Linked DNA regions of Gossypium arboreum: region 2 is linked to region 1. The links are chromatin contacts, called in public Hi-C maps. All regions are on one chromosome and are shown on one strand. Each heading gives the region's core, a stretch centred on a gene start, on an enhancer-like site or on the middle of the called end of the contact. The rest is flanking DNA. Distances are from core to core; before and after follow the strand shown. Region 1 holds the start of LOC108460993 (40S ribosomal protein S4-like). Region 2 holds the start of LOC108460852 (protein SIEL).

What was found. Hi-C and Micro-C count contacts between places; a contact is called where the count stands out from the background.
Region 2: a contact with region 1 is called in a Hi-C map of leaf, with 4 times the contacts expected there. The contact joins the promoter of LOC108460852 here to the promoter of LOC108460993 in region 1. A contact is called at or near these places in 2 of 5 Hi-C or Micro-C datasets (both in leaf).

What each region holds. Positions count from the first base shown.
Region 1 is chr4:111,205,316-111,212,692 of ASM2569848v2, forward strand. It overlaps LOC108460993 (40S ribosomal protein S4-like), which reads left to right and starts at 3,739. Exons shown (of 5, transcript XM_017760737.2): 1 at 3,739-3,886; 2 at 4,322-4,399; 3 at 4,548-4,728; 4 at 4,983-5,080; 5 at 5,215-5,863. The coding sequence starts at 3,884. The coding sequence ends at 5,643. LOC108460551 (protein TIC 56, chloroplastic-like) reads left to right here. Exons shown (of 6, transcript XM_017760079.2): 4 at 125-287; 5 at 498-729; 6 at 896-971. The coding sequence ends at 695. It overlaps LOC108460552, which reads left to right and starts at 1,113. Exons shown (of 2, transcript XM_017760080.2): 1 at 1,113-2,151; 2 at 2,267-2,461. The coding sequence starts at 1,680. The coding sequence ends at 2,325.
Region 2 is chr4:111,468,611-111,475,987 of ASM2569848v2, forward strand. It overlaps LOC108460852 (protein SIEL), which reads left to right and starts at 2,987. Exons shown (of 8, transcript XM_017760533.2): 1 at 2,987-3,853; 2 at 3,964-4,044; 3 at 4,255-4,479; 4 at 4,902-5,093; 5 at 5,791-5,931; 6 at 6,084-6,173; 7 at 6,606-7,138. The coding sequence starts at 3,173.

The sequences.
Region 1 (7,377 bases), core at 2,489-4,988:
TGAAGATATTTGTACATCATATTGCTGAAATTACTTCTTTTTTATTATTATTATTTATTTATTTATGGTTATTATCTTATATATCGAGAAAAATGTTAATAATTTAGTTGCTTCTGTGAGGCAGGCAAAAGTTGGCTAAAGTTATCCCTGGGTTAAGGCCATGGGAAGTTTTAAGTGTTGAGCAAGCAATGGATGAGATTACCTATGGTGGAGAGTGGTATCGTGAGCCTCTTGGTACCTACACAACTGGTCCTCCGTACATTAGACATTGGAATAAGGATGTCAAGGTAGGGTGTAATCTCTTCCGAGTACGATGTTGGTCAAGTTGCAAGTTTGATAACTAAAGTATCTAGCCTGCTTTCAATGTATACTAGTTCTTTTTATTGGGACGATCATCCTAGGAATTGTTAAAGATGCTTTTGTTAAAATAACATGTTATGGTAATTGTTAAAGTATCTATTCTTCTGTTATAACCTTTGTTCTTTGTATACTTGCAGAGAATATTCCGAATCTTTTACAACCTTAGCAGCCAAGTTTTTAACAAACTAGACAGGACAGTTCCTGGTTTCAATGCAATAATGGAGAAAGTACAGGCTGATTCTGCTGCGAGGGATGCTAGACGGAAGGAGAAAAGGGAAGCACAAAAGAAGGCTGAGGCGGAAGCTATGTATGGTCGAAGAGAGAATGATCCATAGCGTAACTACCATATAAGGAAGTTAACTCTGATTGGTAAGGTCTGACTTGACTTCCTGTAGGTTTTATATTGATAACCAATCAACCCCATTGAATTTGATCTCATATATCACCGAAAGGAGATGGTTTCTGATTCTTTTGAGAACGTAGGCATAGTTTTCGTTTTAAATGATATATGGTGATCAATGTTGAACTCTTGTAGGGGATACACTTGCTTTTTTGACAATGTATTGATTCCAATGCTGATCAATGAAGATCCGACTTTTTGGAATATAGAAGCGCCTGCCTATGTATTGTTTAGAGGATTATTTCGAATTTGAGTTGTTTTACCCTTTCATTTTAGGGTTTGACTTGGCTCGGGACTATCGGACATTGGGGTCTCAGACCAAAGGAAAATATATATTAGAATGAGTAGGTAATGATAAAAAGAAAGCAAATTTCCCCACTTGCTTTTATATAATATTTGTTTGGTTAAAATATTAATTAGTCCACGTACTCTTTGTAAATTCAAAATTTAATTATTATATTTTTATTTGTAGAAATTTAGTACTTTTACTTTTGAGATTTTAAATCCAAGTTTAATTGTTAATGCCATCAAATTTTTATTTTAATAAATTTAACAATATTAATAATAGGATTAGAATTTTGATATTTGAAAAGTAAAAGTAGACTAATAAGTTATTTTAATTGTTTAAGGGAAACGATAACGTTTTCAAGAGTATTTGCATTTCTGACAAAGGCGGTATTCGATGCCACCGACCATGTATGTATGGAAATCATAAAAATGCTTTGAGAAGGGCTCCAGCAAGCTGACACATGTCCACCTATTGTTGGGCCTTTTCTACTATTTACCCAATTAATAATCAAGATATTGCCCTCTCTATCAATATTTTATTATTTCCCCTTTTTCCCCCTTTCACCGCCTCTCAGTATAAATAACACCTATATCTGTCCCACCAAATCCCTTAATCAAAATCGTAGAAAAGATGGATGATGTTGTGCCTGAAGCTGATAGCTTGTTGCATCCCATTAATCCCAAGGGAGATGATGAAGCAGGAGCTAAACAACATGGGGAAGAGAAAGAGAGAGCTAATGGAAGTGGATTCATTAATCATCTCATCTCAAATTTGGTTACTGCAGGATCAGATGCTGATGAAGAGAACCAAGCTAAAGAAGCTGAGAAAGAGACCATGAGTGCAGGTGCAGAGGCCAAAAATGAAGAGAAGGGAGGTGGGTTTTTTGATCAAATCATTTCAAACTTGGTCAGTCCTTTAAGTCCCAAAGCTGGAAGCATCAGTGCTCAAGGAAAAGCTGAAGCTTTTGGTGAATCTGGTTTGAGACCAGAGGCAGAAAAGGGTGGTGGAGGAGGAGGAGGGGGTATGAACAAAGAGGAGCAAACAGAGGATGGAGGAGGTATCATTGATAACATTGTCTCGCAGTTGCCAACATCTCTTCCAGGTTACACTCTTTTACCATCATAAATCACTTTTAATATTTTTTCATTTCTGGGGTGTTGCTTTGGCTTCAAGTTTTTGGATATTGATTGTGAGTGTCTATAATTATGAATAAGCAGATGATGCAGCACCCACCAGTGATGAAGCTACTATTCTGATTCACATCGTTCAAGATTAAACAACTGTTGATGATTGAGGAATGATTTGTCTTCTTGTGTTAAAATACATATTTATTTAAGTATTTTGTTTATTGTTTAATGTTTAATGTCAAAATCCTTTGAGACAATTTATTACAAGTGTTGGAGATTGATTGAGCCATGTGGATTTTAAATTTGACAAAAATTTATAACAATCTTAATAAATAAACCTAAATTTTAAATTCAAAAATTAAAAGACTAAATTTTAAAAATAAAAATATGAAGATCAAATTTTAAATATATAAATAATACAAAAATTTTGAGCATATTATAATTTTAATTTTTAATCTTATAATTTAATCAGAAAATAAATAATTTACCAAATAATAAACAATATTTAACAAAAATATTTATGTGGATAAAACATCAATGAGTGTCTAAATATGCAAGTTTTGACATTTTATTTATTTAGTTTTCTCTTGTAAAAACTCGAAACCATTCAATTTCATTTCATATTCATTGAAGAATATTTCTTATTCGAATTTACTGTACATTTTGGTACTTAAAGATAATAAAGTTAATTTTTAGTGTTTAATTTAAATTTTAAAATTGATCAAATGAAAATTCATAATTAGCTAATAATATTAGCGATTAATTTTATAACATCCATTCATAAAACTTAAATTATATCACATCCGTTCATAAAACTTAAATTACATCACATCCATTGGATTGTGTTTGACAAATTAAATGTAAATTTAAACAAATTCACAATTAACACTAAATTTATTCTATTTACAAAATTATGAAAATTTCAAACCAAATTATATTAGAAATTAACTTTCATCAAATCAACCCTAAAATCCAAATTGAACCCTAAAAATTAAGCGTATCAAAATATATAACTTTTATCAAATACATGTACCAAATTTAGCCAAAAATAACATAAGTACCACGTTAAAAATGTCAAAATTGAGTACCAAATGATGAAAATACAAGTACAAAACCATAAGTTAAACCTATATTGTATATGGTTAAAATATGCCAGTCTTTATACTTTTATAAATTTAAAATTTAATCTTTGTATTTTTATTTTTAAGAATTTAACCTTTTACTTTTTAGATTTGAATTCAAGTCTAACTATTATCATAATTAAAATTATTTTATTAAATTCAGTTCAAGGCACACCATTTTTTAGTTACATTATTAACAAGTGAATATTTTTTTATTTCAAAATATCACATCAATAAATTTAACAATATTAACAATTAGACCCGAACTTTAAAATCTGAAAAGTGGAGAGATTAAGTTCTAAATGTTAAAAGTACAGGGACCTATAGCATATTTTAACCATTGTATATTCCCAAAAGAACTTGAGCAACTTCAATAAAAAAAGGGGGGATAATGAACCCAAAATTTTATCTTTTTGTGGGCTACTGGCCCATAAACATAGTTTCGGTCATGGCAGACGCCCAATTCATATTTGGATCGAAAACTCTATAATGCCCTCATCTATTAAGATATGCAGCTATTAGGGTTTCTTGTTTGAAGACCCTAGCAAGACACAGACTTTGAGCAAAGCAGCCTCATTTCTCCAAGATGGTTAGTTTCTTCTACTTTTCCTAACTTCGATCCTCTTACCTTTTCTTAACTATTTCATTCTTTGATAGTTATGTAAGTTTCATGGTTTGCTGCTTAGGCTATTCCATTTTAGTTTGTTTAATCACTGTTATTTAAAGTTTTGGGCTAGCTTTCTAAGCAAATGAAAATTGGCCTAATCTTAATTGATTTTGAATGTTTATTATATCTGGGTTTTCTGTGATTCGCACTGTTCATTGTAGCCGGGATCTATCTAATTCCTTGCCTATTTAGTATAAATGTTGTTTTGATTGATTGGGAATGGGGGACTTGAATGGAACCTTAGATTCTTTACCTGCTCTTCATTCATTGTTCTGTTATTTGTAATGGGTAGACAAATTGACACCTTATGCATTTCAGTTTCATTTACGATATGTTGTTCTTTGCGGTGTGTTACAGGCTAGAGGGTTGAAGAAACATTTGAAGAGGCTCAATGCCCCCAGGCATTGGATGCTTGACAAGCTTGGTGGTGCTTTTGTATGTCATCATCTTGATCCCTTCACTTCCATACTAGTTTACTTCTTTTTCTTTATTGATTCAGTTCTCTCTCTCTCTCTTTTTTTTTTTTTTTTGTACCCATCACCTATACCGTTTTAGATGATGTTTTCGTTTTCCATCTCTGCAGGCACCCAAGCCATCGTCTGGTCCCCACAAGTCCAGGGAATGCTTGCCATTGATCCTTATTTTGCGAAACCGTTTGAAGTATGCTCTCACCTATAGAGAAGTCATTGCTATTCTCATGCAGAGGCATGTTATGGTTGATGGGAAGGTTAGGACGGATAAGACCTATCCAGCTGGTTTCATGGGTACGTGTAGTATCTCTTCACTTCTTCAGCTGATTTTGTCAGCTGATTTATTTTATTTGCAGCATACAAACTAGTTAGTTGAATGAATTGTATTTGGCATGGTTACTCGGTTTTCCACATGACTTCAGAATCCTCCCTTCTGCCTACTGTTTTAAGAGCTACTTTTTTTTTTAGGATTTGAATGTTTTCTCTCTGCCTTTCTTAAATTATTCTCTTCAAATATGGTCTAACCATGCTATACTACCTTCTGGCAGATGTTGTGTCCATTCCTAAAACAAATGAGGACTTCCGTCTACTTTATGACACCAAAGGGCGATTTCGTCTCCATGCCATCAGTGGCGATGAAACCAAGGTTCGGATACTCTATCTATACTTGTTTGATCTGCTTGTTCTGATCACATTTGTATGATACTACTTGAGTATTCCAACTTTTTTCATTCTTTTAGTTATAACATTATTATCCATGTGCCTTTTCGTATTTTGCAGTTCAAGCTTTGCAAGGTTCGATCTGTCCAGTTTGGCCAGAAAGGTATTCCATACTTGAATACATACGATGGTCGTACTATCCGTTACCCTGATCCTTTGATCAAGGCTAATGACACCATCAAGCTAGACCTTGAAAGCAACAAAATTGTTGATTTCATCAAGTTTGATGTTGGGAATGTTGTCATGGTCACTGGAGGGAGAAACAGAGGGCGAGTTGGAGTAATTAAGAACAGGGAGAAGCATAAGGGCAGCTTTGAGACAATCCATGTTCAAGATGCTGCTGGGCATGAGTTTGCAACTCGTCTCGGCAATGTCTTCACCATCGGAAAAGGAACAAAGCCATGGGTGTCCCTTCCTAAGGGTAAGGGTATCAAGTTATCCATCATTGAGGAAGCTAGGAAGAGGCTTGCTGCCCAAAATGCTGCCTAAACTTTAGCATAAGACATCCAGATATGTATTGCTGCAGTAGTTTATTCTAAAGATTAGCTGGAGTTGTTTATTTATGAAGTTGTGAGCAAAATTTTGAGAACTATTTACTTCTTGCAATTTATCTTTTTTTCTGTCGGGTGATGTTACCTACTTTACCACCAGGCTTTAAATTATCGAATACTCGGCTGTTTCATGAATATTAGTGCTTTTGTTGGTTAAATGAGAGTTGCCTCCTTTGGGATGAACTCCTTCCCAGCTAATGCAATATTTGTTTCCATGCTCATCATTTTCATTGTAAAGTAATGCAAATGCAACGCAGGTGAAATTTTATCAAAAGCAAGCTTGTGACATTATAGTTTATTGAGCCTCTTGCAGGTTTTTGCCAATCTGACAATAGGTCAAATTTACGTTTTCTCAATCGGGCTTTATTTATAAATATTTTTTTATCCAGTTCAGTAAATTAATTCCGTCTACCGATTTAGCCATTGGTCAAAATTGATTGTCCATGAGTGTAGCGCACTTGGACGGGTGAGGGTCTGATGCCATGAAACCCTAAGTAGTTCTTCTCTCATGGATTTAGTTTGTGGCAAGTGATCATTAACCCCAATTATAACATTGATAGCACCGATAACAGGTTTTCCTGTAATTTTCTCTTCTGATGAGCGTCCTAATAGCATCCTTCAAGCTAATACACTTCTCTTGAATGTCTTGTGTTGTCATGGAATTCACGAAGTTTTCTTGAGTTTCTTTGGCTTGTCTCCTTTCATTGGCGGGGTCTTTCTACCAAACCTTCATTATGGCATGCATGATAGCTGTGCGAGTGGTATTGAGTGGAACTTAGAGTAAGGAGAATTCCAGTAAGGAGAATTCCACTCCCTTTTCTTACTCTGTGGCTATTGATATCTAATGCTTTTGCTATCATTCACTAGATTTGTCTGGCCTTTTATCTGCACGATACATCTTATCCTTTTGGGTTCTCTACCTACCTAGCAACTTCTACCTCTTTAGCCTTAGTTTACAGCATTGCCTTTTAATATAGTTGATAAAGCCTGGTTAGCTGGGCATCTGCAAAAGCATAATGCATGAGTTTGTGTTGCACTCCTAATATGAATGCTTGAATAACCCGCTCGTCTTTTAGCTCCTTTACCTCTAATGTAGTTGTATAGAACCTTTTGATGTATTCCTTCAACGTTTCCTCCTGATTTTGTTTGACATACCTCAAACTTGCTGATGTGCGAGAGGCTATTTAATTACAACCAGAATGAGTCACAAAGTTCCTACTCAACTGGTCAAAGTTGATAATGGGAACCTAGGGCCAATTAGTACCACCATCTCCTGACAGCCCCCTTCAATGTTGTAGGGAAAATTCAACACTAGATAGAATCTGACACATTCCTCAGGTTATGGAAGGCACAGAAATGGTTCGAGTGGTACGCTAGGGCGGCAGAATCATCACATATCTCAGGAGATAGCTTCATCTTGATTGGGATTGTGTTTGATGAATAACTAGCAATACCAGATCATGAGTGACATCTACCTATTCAAAATCATTCCATGCAAGCTCGTCTAATTTTTGGGTAAATTACACCAACAGTCACCCAACTTTGGGATAGCTGACAAAACAGTCACCTAGGTTTCATTTCAGTCACTCAACTTTTGAAAAGTTACAAACAGTCACTAACGTTATGAAAAAGTGACAAAATAGTCACCGATTAACAATTTCCGTTAGGGGGT
Region 2 (7,377 bases), core at 1,737-4,236, 260 kb after region 1:
GCCTCCGACGATCTCTAACCCCGAGCCGACCTGCCAATACTAAAGAAATGGAGAGGATGGGTAAGCTTTACGCTTAGTAAGTTCATATGAAAATAATAAGCAATTATATGAAAATAATAAGCAATTACTACCACGCTTTTCAAGATAAAACACTATAATTGTACAATTATACATGTTCAGGTTAAGCTGTGTTATCGAGTTACAGTTACTAAATCATTCATATCTGAAGCTAAAAAACTCCAAATTTAGTTTAGTTAATTTTCCTTGAAACTAGATTCATATATCTTTCTCCCATAAAATTTACAGGATTTTTGGTTTAGCCAATTAGTACAGTTTATTCATTAAAGTTTCCCCTATTTCAGGGTACGACTACTCTGACCCCTGTGCACTACAAACCAAATTTCTCCCTATACAGAATTTCAACGACCATTCCGTTTGTTTCCCTTAAAAATAGACTCAATAAAGAATCCATTCATGTAAGGTATGACTCTTAATAATTTTTGTAAAATTTATGGTGAATTTCTAAAGTCAGAACAGGGGATCTCAAATTTATTCTGACACTGTCTCACAAAAATTATAATATCACATAATATGTAACTCTTTTGCTCCCCCTGTTTCTTTTATATGAAAATAGACTCATTAATCTTTAATTCCATAATTTTTTTGAAATTTAATTCAACTTACACAATTTTTGGTAAATTTTCAAAGTTATGCACTACTGCTGTTCAACACTGTGTTACTACTAAAGTTCACTTTTACACAATTCACTTAATCCATTCCATTTTACAGAGGTTCGCTCAAATATCGAGCATATTGCTCATAAATTCAAATAAACATATACTTGCACTTGTTCATCACATAATCACTTTCACATGTATTTTCATTTAATCAATTTCCTGTTGAACTCATCGGAATAATAACAGATACACAATTGCCTGCACATTTTCCCATTTCCACACTTGTAGCCGAAGCTATCTGGTACGCATAGTAGCTTGCAATTAGTACTACACATGCGACCAATAATCTGGTACACGTAGTAGCCTGCATTTAGTACTACACAAGTGATCACAGTTTTCGGGTACGCATAGTAGCCTGCACTTAGTACTACACATGCGACCAATTATTCGGTGCGCGTAGTAGCCTGCACTTAGTACTACACACGTGACCTCACAATAGTTCATTTGTATCCTTTCTATTCCGAAGGTTCAACCGGGAAATTCCTCACTTTTCAACATTTTACTAAATTGTCCGTAATCAATTTAAATTCATAACTTACATCAAATAACCATTTGATAAGCAACCACATTTCATATGATATCAAAATATAATAACATAAAAAGAATCGATAGATTATTTATGTACGAACTTACTCGAAGTGTCGATCTCACTATCCATAGTACCAATTGTTCATTCATAGTATAATAAGACACAACTCAAATACCAAATCAGCTTTTAAGAATTTACATAACATATATCACATATTTCATATATCACTTGTCATGTATCATCATTTTCTTGCATTTCATGTAACATTCTTTCATGTCATATTTCCACATCATAAACACCATTCCATCAACTTTTTCAATATATTAAATCATTCAATATATGCAATAATAGTAAGAAATATAATTCAAACATAACATTGCATTATTATTATCATACGAACTTACGTCGATCCAGAAACGACAATTTACCATTTTAGTCCATAACCTTGTATTTTTCCGATTTAAGCCCGAATATTGATTTCCTTCATAATCGAGCTTGGAAGCTTGGAAACCTTAGCCATGGAGTCTCCCTTGGTATACACGTCCATGGTGAAGAAGATGAACAAAATTGGCTTTTAATTTTGTATTTTAATTCATTTTACCCCTAAATGACCAAAATGCCATTTTTACTAAACTTTCCAAAAATTCTATCGATGTCCAATTTTTGTCCATAAACTTAGAAATTGGTCAAATTGCTATATAAGATCTCCTAATTAATATTTCAAAGCAATTTCATACTAGAAACTTCTAGAATGCAAGTTTTGCAACATATTCAATTTAGTCCCTAACTTCAAATTAAGCACTTTATGCATAGAATTTCTTCACGAAATTTTCACACAATCATGCAATCATATCATAGACCTCAAAATAATTATAAAATAATTATTTCTATCTCGGATTTGTGGTCACAAAACTACTATTCCGATTAGGCCCTAATTCGGGATATTACAATGTCCGTTTGTTTAAATATAAAGATACGTGCACAAAATTACTAAAAAGGTGAATTAATTTATTTGTAACTGTTGTACATTATGAAGAACCCATAGCTAATTTTTTTTGAGAAAACCTGAATCTAAGCAAGATTTGCTAGTAAAATCAGATTAAAATTGAAAACCATGAAACAAAATTGTACATGAAAAATCAATATACAAATGTATACCAAATTTCTTCTTGTGTTTTACAGTCATACCATTCAGATTGAAAAAAAAAAAAAAAAAACATAACTTGGGTTTGGCTGAAACAGTGAAACACCTCCAATTAATGCTCGGTATTAATCCCTTCAATTACAAAATTGTCAAATTTTGTCTTCCCTGATGCGCCTCCTCATTAATTCAATCCTGTGAAATAATTAGATTAATAGATAAATGTGATCTCAAAAAAAAAAAAAAAAAAAGAAGGTCAAAAGCTCTCAAAAGTGAATTGTACGCCCTTTTGCAACAATAAGAATGAACAAATTAGACACACAATCGAGGTCAACATATCATAGAGAAAAGAGATAACAATCAAAATCCTTTTTCGAGCATATCATGTTGTTGAATCAAATTGCGTTTTCCAATTCAAATCCCTTTAAATTTGTGGTTTTAAATGAATTATTTAAAATTAAGATTAAATTGATAAAAATATGTAATTGTTAAGTATTAAATATGTAATTATTGTAATTAAAAAAACACGTAATTAGGAGAGAGTGACCGAAACAAAAATTGTTTGTGAGTAATTATATAGCTTACGGAAGTAAATTTGCAGAAAATACATAAATAGGCAAATTTGACTACGAAGGAAAAAAAACATATGGCGGGATTCATAGAAGTGCAATAAGCCATACAGCAAAGCAAAACGAAATGATGCGCTAAACAGGAACTTCTTGCTGTAGGCCACTTGAAGTTTCCCATATTCAAAAACCAAAATCTATGGGCATGGTTGCAGAGCTTGAGCGCAGGCAGTCGGCAATGGAGCTGCACGTTATAAATTCAATCCAACAATCCCTCGACAATAACCAACCCCTCTCTTTCCAAGCTCTAGCTTCCCTCAGATCCCTCATTATCAACCCTGCCGCCCCCGATTCCACACTCTCCTCAGTTCTCGACGCCCTAACTCGCTCTCTCCAACTCAATCGCGACCCCGTCTTCCTACATCACGCTGTTAAGCTCCTCAGCGACCTCGCCTCTCACCGCCCCCACCTATCCCCTTTCGCACTCGACTTGCTCCGTTCCGACTCACTCTTCTCCTCCGCTTCGCCTCGTCTTGTTGGTGAGTCACTCTCTGTACTTCTTTCTCTCGCTTCCATCGGAAACGACATGGACGCCGCTCGTTTCGTCTCTCTCTGCCTTGGCCCTTCGGTTTCTGTGCGACAATGCTTATTGAGAAATGCTGAGAAGCTTGTCTTTAGGGAATCGGTGTTGTTAGCCGTTTTTTTAGGGTTTACAAGGGATCCGTATCCTTATGTGAGGAAAGAAGCTTTGGATGGATTGGTGAAACTGTGTAAGAATGGTGATTTTGATGATCGTGATGTTATCGAGGGATGCTACTGCCGTGCTGTTGAGCTGCTCCGTGACGCAGAGAACTATGTTAGATCTGCAGCAGTTCGCGCCGTAAAATACTCTGTCTTTGAAGTTTCTTTCTTAGATTAGTTTCCAGTGCAACCGTTAGTTACTTTTGAATTTGCTCTGATTACCTCTTCTCTATCGCTTTCTGAATTTAGGTATGTGAATGGGGTAGATTGCTTGTTATATGCAGTGAAGACATGAACAAGCAAGACTCATCAGATGCAGTGTTTATCCAGGTATTTTTGTTAAAAAAAAAAATACATGCTGTGCGTATTTCTGCATACCTTTTTATTTTAAAGAAACATTAAAATTTGGAATTAATGTGGGTTGTACGATCATGTTGCATCGTGCATTTGTTAGCGTTTTAATTGAATTCATGTCAACCTTATATGCCACTTTAAGCATTTTTTCTTGTTATTTGTTCTTTTGTTACCATATGCTTGCAGCTTGGCTGTATGGTAAGAGATATGAGTTTAGATGTAAGGCTTGAAGCCTTTGAAGCTCTAGGGAAGATAGGACTTGTATCTGAAGATATCTTACTACAAACCTTGTCTAAGAAAGTCCTAGGAATCAACAAAGATAAAGCTTACAAACCAATAGAAGGGCTTGACATTTCAGTTTCTGCTGTTGCTGGAGCTTATATACATGGACTTGAGGATGAGTTCTCTGAGGTAAAGTTTTGCTGATTCTGTAGTTAGCTTCTGTTTATTATTTACACATTGCTTCGTCTCATAGAGACTGGACTTTTAACTTTGGCCTTTCTGGATCAACTTAATCCTGTATTCCAATCCATATCAAGCACTTTGCTCACACTTTGAGGTTTCAAGGTTTTGGCTTGGCATTGTTCTTCCGGTTTTATGTACCACGGTTATATTGAATGAGATAGGTTTCTTAGGATATATTATTAAACTTGCTAGGACTCTAAGCTTGGTAGGGTAGACACTTAATACACATAACAGGACTTATTGTGGTCATTGATAGAACACACTTTGACTTTTTCTGAAGTTTAGTCATTTCTTGCAGTTCAAAGGCAATACCCCCTTGCATTACTTTTATTTACGATGCATTGATGCTGTCTTTGCTTAATCTGAAGGTACGGATGTCTGCCTGTTACTCTTTGCGTACGCTCACTGTCTTCTCTTTGCGATTTGCTTGTGAAGCCTTAAACCTGATGATGGACATGCTGAATGATGATTCAACGGTTATCAGACTGCAAGCTCTTGATGCAATACATCACATGGCAACCAGCGATCATCTAAAAGTTGAAAAAATACACATTCACAGGGTAATGCTTCTTCTTTTCTTTTTTCCCTCAAAGAGTTGTATAAGTATAGAATGTCTGAACATTTACGTAGTTTTAAATGATGATTGGTGAGCATGTGTCATAGGACAAGGTGCAGACAGACATTGGAATATTTTCGTTTGATGTCTCCACCGTAATCTATCAAACCTCACCTCTTATTAGGGGCTGTGGGATGGGGTGGCAAATTTAACTTCTGGTCCTTTAAAATCAATAAATTTTTTAGTATATGGTAAAATTGCACTTTGTCCCCCCCCCCCTCCAAAATGATAAATTTTGGTTTAGTCCTTTAAAAAATTATGAAGATATAAGCCATTTTAAAATGATGAAATTGCATTTTTAGCTCTCATAAAAATATACAACTTAATTCCAGCCCCCTCAAAAAATTTTTTGGCTTCACCCCTGCCTTCTATAATGGTCCAGTCAAGATGTTAACTCAGTGAGCTAATCAGTTTTGTCATTTGGAATTAGTACTACAAACATTTTTTCTTCCTTTCTCTGAATTGTTTCTCTCTGTCTCTCTTATGGTAAACCCATGACTTCGGAAAAGTTGTCTATGGTTGCAACTCAGTTGTTAAATTGTGGTACTTAACTATAGAATTCTTTCTCTGCACGAACCCGGTATCTCTTGTTTAAAAGATAGACATTATCACTTAACCATCATTCTTGCTTGATTTGACAGTTTCTGAGCGTACTTGTTGACAGCAGTTCTGTCATAAGATCCATGACAAGGAAAATACTCAAATTAGCCAAGTTGCCACAATTCGAGTTGTTTAAATTGTGTATTGATGGCCTTCTTGGAAATTTGGAGATATATCCACAGGTTGTTCCCTTTTATCAGTTTGCATTCCAGGTGGCTTTCCAGGCTGCATCTTTCATATTTTCAAATTGTGTGTTACTTGAGACCCAGCAGCTATAACCATCTCAATCTGTTATTGCTTCTTGTCTCTACTTATTTGGTTAAGTTGCTTCCAGGATGAAGCTGATGTGCTTTCTGCTCTGTTTCATTTTGGGAGAAATCATGGGAAGTTCACAGTTCACATTATTGAGGAAGTTGCTCCAGAGGTTAGCTGGGTTGTAATGCTATTTTATGTATTGCTTCAAATTTGATGATAGTATCTGCTCAGCTATGAAAAGAACAGTATCTTTACAGTAGTGTGACCAAGTTTTCTTTTTTTAGGTTTACGTATTGAGGCTGCAAATGTCTTCTGAATGATATCAGTTGTTTTCATACATGAAGAAGTTTATAGTACCATTGTGTTTTCCAGTAGTAGGGCAGAATTTACCAAGTTTTAAGTAATTTCTGACACCTAACAAACAAAACTTTTAGAGGTTAACAAATTAAGAAGTATTAAGTATATTTATGCTGATTAAACCAGTGAAGTCAACAGAGCATTGAAGCAATTTGAACAATCACTATATTGCTGTCTTATGTTGTGACTATTTGTGACATGACATTGGTTATTCAAGATCTTTGCCTTTTTTTTTTAACCCTAGATGGAGCCAGCTTCTGGAGGCAAATTGAGCTTTGATAGTACAAGGGTAGCAGCATTTCTTGTGCTAGCCATCTCAGCTCCACTGTCACATGAAAAGGATGTTAGTGCTATTCCACCTAGAATATTTTCTTATGCAGTTACATGGCTTGGGAGAATCTCTTATGGTTTAAGTGATATTATGAACCAAGAAAAGCTTTTGGCTTATTTATCCGAGTGCAGTAGATCCTCAACAATTTCTCTTGCTGACTTCAAAATAAATGAGGCATTGCTGACAGTAGAAGGTGATGCCTCAATTCCTCTCTGTTCTAAGGTTGATAGTCCTGTCAGCATGCCCTTCTGGAAAGATAGTGGAGGGATCTCTGATTATCATCAGCAGGAATTTTTGAGTTTAGGAAAGTCAGCTGCTCACGCAGAATATGAGTTGGGGGAGCATTCTGAATTAAGAAAGTATGTGAACCTTATCTTTAAAAAGGTCAAGGACTCTTGGTCATTGGTTGAGTTAGGCTGCACTACTGAAGCATGCAAGGGTATAAGGTAAGTAATGAAGTTTATTTTTTTCCTTATGCATTTTATTACCGCTAGTTTATTGTACACGTGCATCTACATAAATGATATACACCAATACTATCATTTGAAATAAAAATTTTAGTTCTTCATTAGAAAACAATAATTAATAGTTTTTGCCGTAAAACATAGTGTAGGTCAATAATTATTTTATCAAATACTTAAATTTATTAATTTTAATAGAAATGGATGTTCAATTATGCCAAATG